2 separate regions of the Anas platyrhynchos genome follow, and region 1 is linked to region 2. The links are chromatin contacts, called in public Hi-C maps. All regions are on one chromosome and are shown on one strand. Each heading gives the region's core, a stretch centred on a gene start, on an enhancer-like site or on the middle of the called end of the contact. The rest is flanking DNA. Distances are from core to core; before and after follow the strand shown.

Region 1 (6,070 bases), core at 3,016-5,515, 110 kb after region 2:
GGCATCCACGGGTTCTCTGGGCAACCTGTGCCAGTGCCTCACCACCCCCGAGTGACGAATTTGTTCCTTATATCTAATCTAAATCTACCTTTTTTTTTTTTTCTTTTTTCGTTTAAAACCATTTCCCCTTGCCCTATCACTCCACTCCCTGACAAGAAGTCCCTCCCCAGCTTTCTTGTAGGCCTGCCTTTTGGTACTGGAATGCCCCTGTAAGGTCTTCATGGAGCCTTCTCTTCTCCAGGCTGAATTTGTGACTTCGAGGGTGTAGCTACTACTTTCCTTGTCCCAGACTGAGCAGTGAGTCTGAGTCAAACCTGCATTCTGAGGGCCACCGAGAGTACCATTCTGTGGGGGCTTGGTAAAGTTCAAGGATCCAGATATGAAGGTTATATCACTCTCAGGTGGTGATAAATTTTGAGATGACTTTCGAAATGAATTCAGGATTCTAAAAATAAATAAATAAATAAAATGACAGTTTGAGATTCTTACAAATGTTTTGGAGAGAGTTCTTGGCTACCACACACATTAAAAAGATGTCAAAAGGCCCTAAATGTGTCATACTGAAAATGATCTGGAGATATACTCTGTAAGCCTTGCATGTTTTGTTTGTGTATTCTTTTTTTTTTTTTTTTATGTATTGTGAGATACTAGCTAAGTCCTAACCAGCACTGATTAAAAAATGAATAATTTTTGGTTTATTAACTTCTTGAACTCTTTAACAGAAATAAAATCCAGTGTTTGCATGGCTAGAGTAGAGTGCAAAAGACGTTTAGATGTAGAGCTTAGGGATATGGTTTAGTGGGGACTGTTAGTGTTAGGTTAGAGGTTGGACTCGATGATCTTGAGGTCTCTTCCAACCTAGAAATTCTGTGATTCTGTGTGTATTCTTAAGAAATGTACTGGGAGTGTGTACTTCATGATAAACTTGCTCGTCATTCAACTTGAAGTGTTTTTCCAGGACAGCATGCCTTGTCTTCTGAGATTTTACAAAATAGAAAGTACAATGCCAGAACTCATGATTATGAAACTCTAAATTGCGTGTCAAAGCAGACATGGACGTGGCAGTGTTGAAAAGGGACAAATACAAATCAGTAGGAAAAGCTGTGGGTAGGTGACATTCGTAAACAGTTATATCACCTTCATACACCAAAGAAAACGTAGGACAATTCTTAATATTGTATAATTGTGTTCTCAGTTTGAACCCTTCAGAGTTGTCTTGGGCCATGAGCAAATGTTGTGTTCAGGCAAACAAATTCATTGGAAATTCCTTTCCTCCCTAGCTCATTAACTACTGTCAACAATTGTGACACGTTGGTTGATTCACACCTACCTAAGTGGTTAGCCAAAAATAGTGGGAGCGGGGAGCTGTACAAAAAAGGTACGATAAACTTGATGCCTTCTGTGGACCAGATATTGTCATTCACAGCAATCATCGTCTGCTGTGCCAAAAGGTTTCCTTGGCTTTTGACCAAAAGCTGCTGAAATCAGTCTCCTGTGCCTTTTCTTTCATCTGCTTGGTTTGCTGAGCAGCTGTAGTACCAAGGAGACCCTTAATGCTCCGAACGTGGATAACGCTTTCATTTTTATTTTATATTTTCTTCTAGTGTTTATCTGTAAGGTAGCCAATGTGTAAGCACAAACTTCTCAAGAGTATGCAAATCTTATCAGGATGTAAATTAAGTGCTTGTGAGGAAGAATTGATTTTCTCTCTGCTTGTCTTAGATCTATTTCCTTGTGAATTAGGGAAGGTTTATTATGGCTTCAGAATCTCATTTCACAAGGAGGTAACGTGCCTGAGAAAGGACAGAACTCTTTGGCATTCACATTGCAGCACTGTCCTCATTCTGCAGAATCTATTTCCTTGAGCACAAACCAGTGCTGGCACTTAATGCAAAATGACATGGAGTGTCCGTGCTGGGTGCGTGTTGCAAACAACCCCAAGGTCCCAGGGTGCGTTCTGTTCTGCAGAGCCCGCCGGGTTGCCACAGGATCAGAACAACGGAGCATGCTTCTGATGTTAAAAGTTGACCAGTGGTCTCAATAACACCATTGTCAAACCAAATATGCTCGGGGAAAGCTGGCAATGTCATTTTTGCCCTGAGGAGTGGACTTTATATCCCCTCAGAAAGCAAGTTTTAGACGTAAGCCCCCGCACTGAGGCCGTAACCACCATGCTGTGGATGTAGGGGTGCCATCCCCATTGCTATTCTGATTCCACACAGATCCTATCCCTAGGAAAAAGAAATCAGTCCTGAATGTGTGGGGACCTCGGGCCAAGATCTCAAATAGTTTCAGACTGATTGCATTTGCATTTCCACACGCATGCTTGTGTGTGCATGCGCACACACGCAGGCTGTAGCTTGGATGCCTGTCATTCTTCTGCAGTTTGTTACAGTAGGCTGTAGGTGATGCTGACTCTCAGAGCCTGAAGAATGTCTTAGCAGCATGCATTCCCTCCGAGCCAGTCGGAGTGGGCATTTATAGGAATGCGTGCAGACCTCCTCCTCCACTTCGTCTTTCAGAGAATACACAATGTCTGTACTGGGGATAACTCGCATACTTAGGCACAGCTTGCCTTTTTTGTAAAGGGACCGATTATATTTCCAAAATTTGTCATTTCCTTTAGGAACATGAGCATATATGTTGTTTGATGTTTTGACAGGCTTTGGATATTTTCACAACTGTTGGTGACAGTATCTTTTTTTTTTTAAGCATTTTAAAATGCCTTTTAGTAGTGTTCGTTGCCAGAAATGGCTGCCCACTGCAGCATGTAGGCTGCATTTTTGTAACTTAAAAAAAAAAAAAAAAAAAGAGAGAGAGAAATTATTGACCAGAGCTGTAGGAGTAAAGCTCTAAGCTATTTAGGAATAACTGTTTATGAAAGATTTCTTTTGTTTACTAAAACAAATGTTATGTATCGTGGAGTTAGAGCTAACTGTTTAGGTCTACCGTATGAAAAATGAGGAGGTGTCCTGGCAAAGAGCTCTGTGTCGGTGTCCAGATTGGAGCAAATGAACTCCAAAAAATGTGAGTAGGCCACATGGTTATCTGAGGATTTGTTTTCATTTTTCTTAGTCCTTATATGTTGCTCTGTTGTCTGCATCATGTGATAAGATGTTCTTCTGTCAGCAGGATGAAATTTTCTGAACAGCTGACTTAATCACACATTTATTAGTTTGTTTGCTTCTTGAAGATGAGAGGATTAAGAAATTGTGGTGATAAGCACAGCAAGAGAGCCTGAATGGGTAAAATGGCAGGGAGAAAGGGAGGCAAAGGGTAAAGATAGATATTCCTGCCTGTTGCCCTGGGAAAAACCTTACCTTGGCAGTCTATATGCATACAATTCTACAGCAAATTTGAAGTTTCCTTTAGGACATCTGCCAATCTGCATATTTTACTGTGGTTTCTGCAGCTACACGGTTAATGTATTGCTGGATATAACCTTTGCTGTCACTCTAGCTGTCATTGTCTCATGGGGCTGGGGGGTATCTGTCATTGTCTTTCTTTTACTAACCCACTTACCCAATTTATTCTTAATGTCCCTTGACTGAAACCACCTGTGTCTTAAAAAAAAAAAAATACCTGGAGGAAGGTGCAGTGGTTTAACCCAGCCGGCAGCTAAACACCACACAGCCGTTCGCTCACCCTCCCCCCCTCTCTCTCTGGGATGGGGGAGAGAAATGGGAAAGTACAGCCTGTGAGTTGAGGTAAAGACAGTTTATTAAGACAGGAAAATAATAATAACAATAATAATAATAACAGTAATAACAACAATGATGATAATAGTACTACTACTACTAATGTGTACAAACAAGTGATGCACAATGCAATTGCTCACCACTCGCTGACCGATGCCCAGCCTAACCCCGAGCAGTCCGGCCCCCTCCCCCCGGCTAGCCACCCCTATATATTGTTTAGCATGACCCCAGATGGTATGGAATACCCCTTTGGCCAGTTTGGGTCACCTGTCCTGGGTCTGTCCCCTCCCAGCTCTTACTGCACCCCCAGCCTGCCCGTTGGCAGGACAGAGCAAAAGGCTGAGACGTCCTTGGCTTGGTGTAAGCACTGCTCTGCTACAATTAAAACATCGGGGTGTTATCAGCACTCTGCTCATCCTAAGCCAAAACATAGCATTCTACCAGCTACTGGGAAGAAAATTAACTCTGTCCTAACTGAAACCAGGACAAGAGGGATAGAAAGAAATAAAGAAATGCTCAGTGATGTTCCTCAGCATGCTGTGTGTGGACCTCTAAATGGTGACACAGGGACCTAGCAGTGTCACACACTGAATTGTGGTTTCTGCTGAACTGCTCATATTCTGGTGCTCCACTGCATTTCCAGACAAGGGCCAAGGCTTAACTAGCTGCGACTCGTTCTGAGTTCATACAGCACCATTGTTAAGGTAGTTTTGATAGGAACATATACAAGGTTTAGATCAGGTATTTTTTCTGATCTTTGGTGTTTTGACGACCTTGCTTAACAGTCTGGTAAGGTCATCCACTGCTTCTGCTGCATTGTGATGAACCGTACAACTTCCAATAACAAATCCCTTATTAAAGTAGATGTTAAGGAGATAAATACAGTTGTACTAACACTAGAGCAAACAATGCTTTGAAGTAAAATGCTACAATTATATTAAACGGTGTGTAATTTAGAATGCTATCACCCCTAGTTGGGAAGTCAATTTTACTGCAAATATTTTTTGAAGAAGCCAAATCATGTAACTTCAGATATAATAATAACTTCAAATATAAGTAGAGAGTGACTGAATAACAACCTATCACCCAGGATGGACATCCAAGTAAGAATTAAAAAGACCAAGGGACAGTGTTGGTGCTCTCAACCTTCTTATTTGTTCCCTGGCTATAACTTGCAATGGTACTAGCAGCCCAAGGAGGAGACAAGGCCATTCCCTAGTGGTACTGTGCAGCACCAGCTGCGCTCAGGCACCCAGCTCAGCCCTTGTTCGCATGGAGGTCACGGTGCAGAGCACGTAAGGAGGTCAGATTACAACACACCAGGGATGCAGGCAGGGTGTGCATCCAGTCTCTGGAATCTGCGAGCCCTACCGAGTTCCCTAATCTGGGTGATGCCATAGGAAAGGAATGACACCCCTCAAATATGGCACAGCTCAAGAAAACAAATTACTGTGCATTTAATGCAGCATGTGTTACTGACTAAGATCTTCCGTTGAAGATTTAACCCGCATGTATTTTCCTCTGGAAACAGCTGCTGGAAGTGCCAGAAATTTGCACGTGTCCTGTGGGTGTGCTTGTGTGTACCACAGGCTGGGATGCAGACCAACAAGTAATGGGCGGGGTGTTAGAAAGGTTGGTGACACTCACAGATGGCAGAAGGCAACATGTCACAGACCAGCCTGAGAATGGGGACAAATCATGCCCACCCAAGAAAAAAAAAAAAAAAGACTGGTTTATGAATGCATTAGAGAGCAGTAAAAGGAGCTAATACAGCAACATGATTCTCTGGCAGTGTTACAAAACATGTAATGAGCTATCCCAAGACTTGAGAAGCACTCTTATGTAGGAGGGAAAATTTTGACCTGCAACCATACCCCAGGAAATCATCATTCACTATTCCTGAAACAATACTGTTGAAAGAAGATTAAATCCTAAACTGCTAAGGGAGGGAAAGGGGGGGGGGGGGCACAACTTGGAGAAGCTCATTTTGTATACTTCTTGTCTATTTATTCTCTTATTTTAGGTCTGTTTAATATATATATATATTTATTTCTGGAAGGAAGAAGAATATGTGAATATCATATTAATCTCTACATTTTTGAATATATGCCAGTTTATACAGTATTTAAGAACAGGTTTGAACAGGAACCTTGAACGTTTGAGTTAGCTTTTTAAAATATAGTCTGCTACTCTAGATATAAAAGAGCATGTTTGTGTTGTCTCAAATGCACACACATTCTTCAGAAATGGCAGTGAGATACCTAGATATTCTTGCAAATCCTAGGATTTCCTTTACTCTATTTTTGTACACGTTTCTAAATCATATAAGGTGTAGTTCCATCAGCTTATCAGAACTGCTGACAAGCTTCCCT
Region 2 (6,295 bases), core at 2,790-5,289:
GCTGGGAGCTGGCAGGAGAAGCACTGACCATAACAGCCTCGTTTTCTGTCTGCTGTCCCCAGTTTTCTGCTACTGATTGCTCTCACTAGACAGGGCTGGGCAGAAATGTTGCCCGGCCTAGCTTGACAAGGTCTAGCTTTCTGCGTACACCAAGAGCCAGAAAAGAGCAGAATTACATTATTTTAATATATGCGACTGACTTCTCCGAACTGTGATCTGTCCTATTTATCTCTGTCCACTTCCATTCTGTACAGGCTGTCCCCTTGCCTTCCTTCATTTAAACCTTTGGGTCTTGATTTATCTGTTAACCAAACTATAGGTCATGAGCAACGTGGAGCATGATTGGTTTTGTTTTGTTTGTTTGCTTGTAGAATAAATAGAAAACAAACAAACAAACAAGCAAACAACACAATAGAAGATAATAATGAAAAGACTTGAAACTCACCTGTGCAGGGGCAAGCTACAGACATGCACCACATTACAGGCAAAAGACTCAGTAATGTTTGAGGCTGGGATGAGCAACTGACTCTAGCAGAAAACTGAGGAGAGTGGAGTCCCTCCTCTCATCATCACAGAAATGGAGAAAAAGAGAGCCTGAAAAGACTGCAAAAGGTCTCCCCGTCCATCCTTTTGCCCCAAACCAAGGTGAGTTGCACCTACAGCATTGCAGAAAGGTGCTTTGAACAGTCTACTACTGACACCAGAGCCCGGCAAGCCCGTGCAGTTCCTTGATGTCCTTGACATCTTTCCTGCTGCAAGTGCAGCCCATCATTCCTTGTCTGATCCCCATGGTTCACCCCGGGGGGTACCTCACATACAGGTAAAAGGCACTGCTGCATTTCCAGCTCCTCCTCCCCTTGCAAAGAGCAGCGAACCCACCCGTTTTCCCATGTGGAAAGTTTTGTCAGACCTTACATCATGCAACAGCAAAAGACTAAGGCCAAGCAAGGAGATAAAATGCTCCACAGCAAGACAAGGAGCGAATCTGAAAGCCAATCTATCAGAACAACTTGAGAAAATGGGGCACAATTCAATCTCACATCGCACATGTAGGATTACGCTGAGCTATGAGATTTGACATGTGTTGAGGAACGTTTTCTGCCTTGTATTTAAGAACAGCATATTTCATACATTTATCCTTCCTGAAGATGAAAAAGATGCTGTACTCTATATGTCATTTGGATAACATCTGTATTTCTTGAGGGCTTTTCTAAAGCAATACCAGACTTCTGTGCTCTTTAACCTCCTTCCTATAGCTTTTTTGTTTGTTTGTTGGCTTTTTGTCTTTGTCACAGAGGATTTCTTATCTATTTGGGTGTCTTCATAAATCGAACATGTACACAGCACTGGAACTCCAAGAAATGAAAGGCAAAATAACAAGGCTGCAAAACCATATGCTTAATTTCACAGTCCAGTTCCTCAGTATGGAAGATAGAAATGTCTCCCTCCTGCATCCTCCAGCCTCATAGGCCTCTCTTGTATTGCAATTTATACCCATCAAGCACTTGACATGCACTTTTACAGACTAAGCTTTCAGCCTGAAGCCTATTAAAATGCCAACTGACAATGCAAGATTTATTAAAAGTTTAAAAAAAAAAAAAAAAAAAAAAAGTCACCAATTGCCTGGCCCCACACAGATTCATTGCAGGTAACAAAAGTTTAGTAGCTGAGACTTAATACACACAGATACACACCTACACCCTTCTGAAGACTGACTTTGCTTCTGAAGGGTCACGATTTCACTTTTGTCATTCAGGAACATCTCCGCCGAGGTCAGCAGGACAATGCCGTGGCAGGAGAATTAGGCCCTGCATTTCTTCAAAGCTTTACATCCTCTCCCAAACACAGCGATAGATCTGCATGCTTGCAACTTGTGTCTTTGCATCGCACCATTGCTTTTCCAATATGATGTGTGCTGTGTTTTTTTTAGTTTTTTTTTTTGTTTTGAGTTAGAAACTAGCCCCTGGAACTTCAGGCTGTCCCTAGGATGTGTTTTAATCTTCTTTGCAATAATTTTCCCTTCGTAAGCAGTCACGTAGCGCAGTCTGATACGGGTAAACATCTCACTGTATTAATGAAGTTTGAAACAAAAAGCATTGCTAGACCAAAAGCATGCGACTGCAAACAAAATGAGGAGCAAACATGTCCTGGGGGGAAACTCATCTGCCACATGAATCGTCTCACAATAAACTGCACCGCTATGGCAGGATGGTTTGTGTATGGGTTAAATCAAAATAAGAACCTGGAATTAAAACCCTTCGCTCCTCTGATGGTCTGATTCATTTCTGCTGATAAAAGACCTGAGGTGCTGTTTAAGCTATAAAACCTGCAGTATCTTCCCCCACGTCGTGGATTTAAATGCATCTGAAATCTCAGAAGAATGATTAATCATGGCAAATTCTCCGCATTTTGCCTCAGAAAGAGAATCTGCCTAAATCCTGGCTGTTGAGATCCAGGCGTGGAGCACAGAGTGCTGCCCAAAACTGACAAAGCCCTGAAACGTAGCAGCCCCAGCTCTGGTTTGCCCAAATCCTGCAGCAGCAGCAGCAGCCAGCCTCCTGCAGCAGCAACCTCCTTGCTTCGCCCAGAATGCAGCCCGCAGAGACAGCGCAAACTCTGCCCCCTGTTAGCACCAGCTTCATCTGGCTTAACACTAGACTCACTAAACTATGGCAGAGGTTTTCCTCTGGTATAAAATAACAGAGCTTGAGGAGAGCATCTCTCAGAAATAAAACATTCCCAGGTACTTTATAATGAGCAAGATCCGGCCAAACGTATTTCCTCTTGAGCCTTTGAAGTATTGCTCACTTTTTTTTTCCCTTTTATAACTATTGCAGAATCCTTTTGGGTTAGATGATGAATGTCACAGAAAAGCCATTCAACAATGCCACCGATGCTTTGAACAACCTTCAAAAGCACCTTGAGGAGGTCAGTGTGTTAATTTATCAGGAGCAAAATATTATTTGCGATATACATTGACTTTCACTCCACAGCTCATTTGCATCTTTCCTGAGTAAGGGCATAGGGAAGAAATACACTGAAGCCTTGAAACAGCAACTGTCCTTCGGTGCTTAGCATGTGATTTTACACTGTACTCAATATAATCTACTCTATTTTTGCATCTGACAGCAAGGGAAAATACTTAGAGAAAACATGCTCATTTCTCAGCTAGGAAGCTGAGGAATTCCTCAACACACACAAAAAGATGAAGGTGGCAATACAGCTTGAAAACATGTGCCTTTGAGAGTGAGGATCCAGCATAATTAAGAGGAAAGATGCAACCTTTGGTACCTTAACACCAACCCTCAAAGGAGGCAGCACCACATCTAGCTGTTCTTCCTAAGGCTGAGAGAAACCGAGAACTTGCATTTGTGCATGTGTGCATGGACGTGACTCCCCTGTCCAAAAGAAATCTCTGCCTGGCTAAGTTTCTGTAGCACATTTCTTTGTCATGAGTAACCCCATTTGCCACTGCATTTACATCCAGATCTTCTTTTCTTCATATTTAAAATTGAAAGCCCTGCAGAGCTGTAGTAGATTAGTAAAACAAGGCCCCATCCTCAGCACAATACAAGGGCTGCAATTTCATCCCTGAGATTTGGCTGCTCCACTTGAATTGTGCTTTTGTGCTTCATGGCATCAACAGAAACATCCCCCTGAATTGCTGCCTTGTATTCGGTTTCAGACAGCACTCAGTATTATCCGGCTTTTAGCAAAACGGCATCTGTGAGCGTATCCCCAGTGCACTGGGAGGAAAAGCCTGGACGGGGCTGGAGGAGAGAGAAATATTTTCTATTTAATTTTGCAGGACCGGAGTCAGTGTTATTTAGACCTCAAACTTGCACGTCAGCAGCCATATCACTCGTCAGAAGCCACAAGATCAGGTACATCTCAGGTCAGCGTTGTCTGCCACAAGGTGCTGCAGGCTGATGCCAGCCGATTATTTCGGATGAAGCAGACTGGAAACTGGAGTGATACCGTAAGTTTATGCTACAGAAGGATGGTTGTGATTCATCCCTCTGGCCTGGAAGTTCACCCTGAGCTGTGATTACTCAGAAGCAAGTCCCGGTGAGGATTTCTCACAGGAGAAAAGGCTCCTTAGCTCTTTGGAGACGTGGCACCATCCCAGAAAACAGCAAGACTTGAAAACCACAGCTGGAGCCTGCAAGGTTTACAATCTCTTAGAAAAGAGGATTACTGCATATTCTGCTACAAATAAATATTATCCTTATCTTTCACCAGCCTTCAACTCCAAAGTCAGGCATATTAGCTGCGATGATTTTTGCATCTGACAGCAAAGGCCTAATTCTGCACACTGAGACTTGTAAAACCCAGTTAATGTCACGATGTGAAATTAGTGAGAAAACTAATCCCCTGTACCACAGCGGTCCATTGGCAGAAAGGTGATAATACATGGACATGATGAAGACAGAGAGCTCCACTTTAATAATTGCAGTTGTTCATTTGTATGATCTATACTGAATTTTATATTTATTTTAAAAGCATATCAACTCTACAGAAAACATTACTGGCCCTAAGTAAGCAGAATGAAGCACTCCCCATACACTGACCACAGGGATATCTCATCTGTCAGCAGCAAAACCAAAGCAGGGCCGTCTGCACACACACATCCCACGCTGGGACCCCGAAAACCTGCAGAGTGGGGCTCCAGCTTGGGGGGCAGGGGGTGAGCAAGAAGAGAGCAGGACACTGGCAAAGGGCTATGGGGGATAGCAGGGATGGGGATAGGGATAGTGATAGCAACAGGGATAGCTTACTGCAGCAGTGCTCAAATCCCAGCTGAACTATCTAATAATAATATATAGTAAAGGATATGTAATTACATATAATAAGAAATTCCTGCACATGAGGAAGTTCCAGCCTTTGGGGAGATGCTCGATGCTAGCAATGTAGTTTTGCTCCACATCATCATTATTATTTTTTTATTCATTTTATTTAATTAACGTGTGCTTTTTTCTTTTTTTTTTCATTTAACTTTTAAATTATGTATCGATGGATTATGCTATTTTTCTGTTGCATTTCGTTTCGGTCCCTTCTCCCGCCTGGTGCAGCCGGGGGTGCAGCAGAGGGGCCGGCCCCTGCCTTCCCCGCGCCCTCCCGCGGCGGCGACGCCAGGTGGCAGCGCAGCCCCGGCCACGGCCGCACACGGCTCGGGGGGGGGTGAAGAAAAAGAGAGAGAGAGAAAGAAAAGAAGAAAAAAAAAAGCCACAAACCGGCAATTCACGAATAAAAGCTTGCAATCGTTTAAAAGAAGTAACAGAGAGAAGCAAAGGTTCCGCTAGGAAATACATATGGGGACTGTTTCAGCACAATAGCGTTGTTTCTAATTTATTTCCAGCCCCAGAAATGTCCAGAAGTAGAGGGGGTAGGGGGGGAAGGAGAGGGGCCCCAGGGCTCCCCACAGCCATCCTGCTCCAGGGTGAAACCAAGAAGCATTCCCCTCTCCTAACTGTACCTAGAATCCTGGTCTGCACCTGCACACTAAAATTAGAAAATTAGGAATTTAAGCATTCTCCAGGCTAACTTCTATCCCTCTATTTTTGCCTCAATATCGTTCTTCGCCTAAAACACCTCCCTGAGCCCTTCTGTGCTGCGCTGCTGCAGAGCCACAGCTCCTCCTCGCCCTTGTGCCGTGGTTAGGCTGGGCCGGCTTTGTTCCATCCTGGGAGCTAGCCTCTCTTTTCCTGAGACTCGTACTTCCTCACAAACAACTTCAGTGTCAACAAATTCGCTTCTGCTGTTCCAAAAAACACTCAGTTGCGAGTTCCCAGACCATGGCAGCTCCGGAGAGCTGAGGAGAGGCCGGGAGCAGAGGGCCAGGCACAGGCCTCGCAACCAGGCCCCACGGTCACTGCCTTTGGGATGTGGTCGCCTGGAAAATGCCTACAGTCCACATGGGTAACAGAGAAATTGTGCTAAGGAGCCCCAGATCGCTCCTTCTGGGGTTGGTTTTCCCAAGCAGTCTGGGTGGGCAGGACATCAGGGGGAGGAGGGCAGGCAAAGGGTCATGGCCACCCCTGGGTTTTGTCAACACGTGGAGCAAAGAGCAGATGGCATGCAGGTGACATATACGACTGCGTGAAGCAACGCAACCTTGACCCAGATGGAGGTCACGCCTCTTCAGCTTTAACAGTGACTATATTACAGCCCATCTCATCTTCATAGAGAAGCTTTCTTGAGACCTCAGTAACCTCACCTGCCATAAATACCTCAGATACCGTAACTCCCCAGCAGCTGCCCTCGGACCACGTGGCCCAGTCCACCGCAGGTCGCT

Evidence for each region. Hi-C and Micro-C count contacts between places; a contact is called where the count stands out from the background.
Region 1: a contact with region 2 is called in a Hi-C map of skeletal muscle, with 5 times the contacts expected there. The contact joins two enhancer-like sites. A contact is called at or near these places in 4 of 8 Hi-C or Micro-C datasets (F1 follicle, F5 follicle, liver and 1 more).

The regions. Positions count from the first base shown.
Region 1 is chr4:5,762,031-5,768,100 of IASCAAS_PekinDuck_T2T, forward strand. No RefSeq gene overlaps it. Among named protein-coding and RNA genes, the nearest start is that of ARSJ, 29 kb to the right of the region's middle. Within about 2 kb of position 4,266, at least 6 of the 8 cell types and tissues checked have an H3K27ac peak or open chromatin away from gene starts, as enhancers often do.
Region 2 is chr4:5,655,507-5,661,801 of IASCAAS_PekinDuck_T2T, forward strand. It overlaps LOC106018651 (a long non-coding RNA gene), which reads right to left. Exons shown (of 4, transcript XR_002404357.4): 4 at 2,796-4,162. Among named protein-coding and RNA genes, the nearest start is that of UGT8, 57 kb to the right of the region's middle. Within about 2 kb of position 4,040, at least 1 of the 8 cell types and tissues checked has an H3K27ac peak or open chromatin away from gene starts, as enhancers often do.